2 separate regions of the Drosophila melanogaster genome follow, and region 1 is linked to region 2. The links are chromatin contacts, called in public Hi-C maps. All regions are on one chromosome and are shown on one strand. The core of a region is the stretch at or near the end of the contact, and the rest is flanking DNA. Distances in the headings are between cores, read along the strand shown. Region 1 holds the start of pxb (pxb,). Region 2 holds the start of Atx2 (Ataxin-2).

Region 1 (2,896 bases), core at 127-2,626, 260 kb before region 2:
TATCCATGGCGACCACGATTCCCGTTTAACAACTCATTTAAGACCAGATCTTATCGCGATCCTTCGTACATCTTCTTGTCCGACTTCCCCAGCTCCAGCCATAAGCATAAATTTTATTTTGCGTGAATTTATGAGTTGCGCCGACGACAGGCGGGGTATACTTTACTTATTTACCAAAGGATTTACACGCCAAAGAATTGGGGAAAATAATGAACTTCGACTGGCTGCACTTGTTGCGCGTTTGCTAATAATTTAAACAAATTTACAGAATGGAAAAACACAGCGCTCGAAAATGCAGGTAAACAAAGGTGTCGCCTCAACTAGTATTTGGTTATAATTAAAGGTCCCTCGCAGTCTTTTCTTCTCTTTATTTTCTCGTCTCTTTGGCGGTTTCTACGCTTTGAAGAAGGGAAGAAGCCGCAGCTCCAGCGAAACCCAGAGATGATTTGTTTACATTCTGATGGAGCCGCATGGGTCGCCACAAGAGTTCTGTGCTTTATGGCTTGATAGCAGATAGCTGCACAGCTATCTGCTGTTTCCACAAAAATCACTCATCACTCGGGCGTAACTTTATATGGATAAACATATCTGTTCGATAGACACAACGCACACTTTCGGGGAATTTTGTTTGGAATCGGATATAATCCTTCACTTGCTTATTTGAATAATTCCCCAACTTCCTCCTATAAATCTCGTTTTTTACGGCCTCACTCCGCTGGAATGCCTTTTTTCAGTTCGTTTCAATTAGTAAGCACTGCACTCTGAAGATTAGAAAACTCAACTTTAAAACATACTTTAATGTTGTAATTCCCAAATCAAAGGGAAATTCCGTTGATCTTTGCTAAGAAGATTGTCACTCGCCTACAGAAGCTCAACCCAAAATCGCCAACTAATCCGGTGCGTAAAAGTTTTCAATTTCTCAGCGGCATATCCAGGTTTGATTTTTCATTTTCCATTTCCCTGCCCACTTACCCGCTTTTCTGCTTTTATAGTCCAACGGATATTTGTCAAGTGGTTTGATAAACTGTTTCTGCTTGTCTTTTGCTAGCTAATCAAATCGGTTTCGAGCCAATTGTTAATCCAATGTATTGCTTGCGAATTTCGCTTTGATTTTTGACAACTTTTCGAGTATCACTCAACACAGAATATTTGTGGTATTTGATTTATTATTATTAGTTTGCACGACGCGCGTATCGTTTGCTTGGGATTTGTGGTAAATATTTTCGTTGGTATTTATTTTCGTTTTCAGTAATCCACTAGTGATTCACATATCTTGAAAAAAGTCTCGTATTCCGTTCAGAGTTTTCTTTTCGATTATTGTGGCAACATGCGAGACACTCACGTCCGTTTCCTGCGACGTCGAGTCAAAAACTGAATTCCAAATTCGTTTCGAGCGACTGACGACGGCAGCTACATCTGCAACATGTGCAGCGGCAACAACACGACAGCAACATCGACATCGGTTGCCGCTGCCGAATCCAGAGAGAGAGTTCGGGGAAATGAACTTCCCGAGAGAGAGGATGAACTCATTCGGGCTCGTTCTAATCGGCATTTTCGCACATTTTCGTTGCAGTTGACATTCGCTGGCGCTGGAAAATTGTCCATGTTGCTGGCGAAAGTACAAATAAAATCATAAAAAAATTTACTTTAAATATTGCTTGGCACATTTTTATTTAAAAGTGCACACCTAGCTCTGTCTTTTCCAACCAAAGAATGTTTACGATTTGTTTACCTTGCATTTAAAATCGTATGCCGTTGAACTCTTATGTACATATCCCAAAAGATGTACAATCATGTAGTTTAGCAACCGTTGAAAAGTATTATTTTAATTCCTAATCAATTCCAATTATATTTGAGTGTCACCCAAAAACTTGTATGTATTTGCTATTTGTTCTCGTTTTATTTATCTACCGAGCCCATTAAGACGATTTATGGAAAGTTTCAGGAAAACATAGGTAGTTCCTTGGCTGTGATATTGTGACAGTCAATAACATGATAAACATCATAATCATATTTGAGAAAAGCCAAGCCCATTGTAAAAATATGAACACATAATGTTGAAATGGTAACTCAACATTTCTCATGTTGCTTAAGCTTGGGGATTAATTTCTTTTTTTATTAAACACATAAAAACTTAAAGCAGATTTAAAGACAGTCGAGCGATAATAAGTATGACTGATTTTTGAAAACAGATTTAGCAATTAGTTTTTTAAATAATAAGCTCATTAAATTACTCATCTAAGTGTATCAATTTCTGCACCTGTCCATTAAAAATGTATCATTCGAAAATGTCCCAATAAAACTAAATTATACTTCATCATATCGATTACCATTTTTTTTACCGGTAAGCAAAAATAACAACTTTTTGTCGTTCAATCAAGTGAAGAAGAGCAACAAAAACAACGACCACTATCAAGGTCAATGTCTGATGGGAGTGGTGGCGAAAACAGGGGGAGGCAGCGATTTCAGCATTTTCCTGGTTTTTTCTTCTTTGTTGCTGTTTTTCAGCTGCATGTAAAAGTGCAATAACAACAACACCAGCCGGCATGAAAATTCAATGTTATTTCTCATATCACCCAAGAAGTACTCTCTTTCGAAGTTGAACTTCGAAAATGAACTCGGTCTCTCTCGCGCTCACTCTCTCTCTCTCTCGCTCAATTGCCGTAGAAGTTGCTGGTGTCTTAGCAACATGTTGCTGATTGGTGCACACTCTTTTTTTGTTGCAATGCGATTTGTGTTTACGCATTTTTTTCGCACCTCCACTTACTGTTTACGTTTATCGTTATACTTTCACCTTCTGCGCCACTTTGGCCCCAGCCCCGCCCACTTTTCCACCATCCACCCACCGCATTCCTTCTGTGTTTTGTTTATAAACATTCTTAACCGTTTGTTTTCA
Region 2 (2,707 bases), core at 204-2,703:
GCCGCCGCACGTCACAGCAACTGAAAACGTATAACTAAAAACTGAATACGGCAAGCGGCAAACAGCAAACGCAAAGCTGCAAAATGCTGACAATGCAAGAAATTGCATTCGAAGAAGGCGAGCGACGAGAGTAAAAAAAAAAAATATAATGCACTACGTGATACGTGAGCGAGTGTGCCATGCATCACCGTGGGCACTACGGGCACGGGCCGCACAGTGGGCCTGATTCGCCCTGAGCGCCATCCCAGGCCCACTGTGCCCACAAGCTTGAGGTTGTGATGTGGTATTGTGTTGATGCCGTACACAATGAATAATGAACACGCATTTCAAACCGTTTGCGGCATAAATATGACTGGACGAGGAAGACTCGTATGATAAGGCCAAAGTGAGTGGCCACTACAGTGATACCTCTTCAGCAATCCAGTACAGGCTATGATTTGTATGATTTCAACGATAGTCTTCACATTTATTAACATTCGTTAGTAATCACCGAATGTTACTTTAAAAAATGTGAAAATATTTTAAAGTGCTTAGTCATAGTGATTCACAATACTGACACATTTCTACTCCATTACAATGCAATTTTGGGAACACTTGCTATTTGGTTCTTTCCATAACTGATTTATTTATTCTGTGATAAATCACAATCCTAATTACATTATACAAATAGGGTTGAGTTATTGAAGAGACCACTACTATCTTTACGCCTGCAAACTTGCATTATGAATGATTTTTTGACCATTTTTTTTGGTATTTATATGTATTTATATTTATATGATTTGTTTCTCAACTATTTCTTAAATACATATCTGCACAGTTTTTCACAGATAAATTGATAAAACTGGCGGACGTGCCGATACTTATGCGCCGCACTGTGTCCGAATGCGGATGTGAATGTTGTTGTGTGGCTGCGTTTGTGGCTGTGCCTGTGTGCGCTGCAGTCATATTTCAATTGAAAATTTTAAGGGCGCAGCAGCAGGAGGACAGGGGTGGGGAATGGGTGTTGGGGGCTATGGAGCACCCTCTCACGGGGGTGGCAATGCGACTCGTTGGTGCGACAAAACGGAAACCTTTAAACAAATTATGTTCTCTACACACATTTGGCCATTGTGAAAGGGAAATGTAAACAAAGCATAAAGTTCGATTCTTGAAACACAAACACACACACACATGCTTGCACTCACTCGCACACACAGACACACAGGGCTCGCGATGGCCTATTATATAAGCGCCATTTGCATTCCAAAAAACCAACAAAAAAAAAGCTTAAGAATGGTTTTCCATGAGATGATGCAGTAGTAGGTAGCATTCACGAGATTAAGAAAAAAAATAATAATGTGAAAAAAGACGACACGAGACGCGCTTTCACCTTTTAATTTTTTTTTAGTCAACCGGACCGGGAGAGAAAAGAGCTCTTTGTGGCGCTTTCGGTTGTCGCGGGTTTTCAATTTGTCAGGGCAACGGCGAACTGCAAACTGCGACGGCAAAAAGCAAAGGCAAAAAGCAAAAGGCAAAAACAAACCAGCCCCAAATGCAGTGGTGTGCGTTTGTGCCCCCCTTTGTTGTGTGGCATGGCACTCTGCTGACTCTGGTACCTCTGCGTGCTCGGCTCACCTGAAGCACCCTGCTCAAATGACGCCCCTGCGCTATCGCCCCTGGTTTTTGCCAGTGCAGCTGGGTGCTGGTGGTGCTGGTCAAAGCTGCTTCTTCTTACCTTGAGATGCCGCCGCTGGCACCGCCGCCAGTGGGTCGGGTTTTCCGCTTGCTATTGTTGTTCATAATAACGTCGATTGGATGTGGATCGCCAATTGCCAACTGCCAATTGCCAACCGCCGATGTGGTCGGTTTGTGTCCGATTGCCGGGAGGCCAGAAGGAGCAGTCCGAGTACCAATTGACCACCAGGACACTTTTCAGCAGTCGTTCAAACCTGGCGTTTTTGCTTCTTTTCTCTTCTGTTTCCTCTTTCGCCCGTTTCTGCTGTGCTTCTTACTACTGCTGCTGCTGCTCTCTTGCTTCGGCTGCTACTTTTTGCTTCGGCCGATTTTCCCCCGGATTTACCAACTTTCCGATCGGAGGATCCTGATGCGATGGTCGCGGATGGGCGGGCGAGGCGTGTTCTAGCCAAGATGTGATATTTCGGCGCCGTCTAGCACTGTAACTTGGCTGCTATAAACGCTTTTGTTGCTAATTTTATTTTTTCCCTGCGTACTGTAGCGATAACGAGCAAGGTTGCTTGACGAGTTGCTTTCCGCAGTCGATACTTTTTTGCACATCCCTAGCGCACATCGACGGCGTATTTGGCAAATCGGTGAAAAAAAATAGTGGAAATGCAACAACGGAACGGCACGACGAGCTGCAGCGACTGGGCGGCGGTAGTGGTAAACGGCGAATTTTGTTGCGTCGAAAGACTATTTTGCTAATTTATTAACTTCAATCTGAACGGGGGTGCGTATGTGCAGCCACAGTGTTCGGTATCGAATGGTTATCGCCTGCGCACTCGATTTGACAGCGCCAGACGGTGTTTGCCTATCGATTGCTCCCGGGCTATCGCCTGCTCAAAAACAGTGTTGCACACAGTCGTTTGGGCGCGCAATTTGAACTGCTTATGGTTTGTATTCAATCGCAGCGGTATTAAGCAAATATTTGCTCCAAATCTAGATCACAAATACAGGCGAATCTATTAATAGCCCGGAGCTATCGTCTGTG

The links. A called contact is a pair of places that touch in the nucleus more often than the background predicts.
Region 1: a contact with region 2 is called in a Hi-C map of the Kc167 cell line, with 4 times the contacts expected there. A contact is called at or near these places in 2 of 107 Hi-C or Micro-C datasets (the Kc167 cell line and the S2 cell line) and 1 of 7 datasets of targeted methods (the Kc167 cell line).

What each region holds. Positions count from the first base shown.
Region 1 is chr3R:15,664,663-15,667,558 of dm6, reverse strand. It overlaps pxb (pxb,), which reads right to left and starts at 1,376. Exons shown (of 5, transcript NM_001275680.1): 1 at 973-1,376.
Region 2 is chr3R:15,408,197-15,410,903 of dm6, reverse strand. It overlaps Atx2 (Ataxin-2), which reads right to left and starts at 1,453. Exons shown (of 5, transcript NM_169658.3): 1 at 1,370-1,453.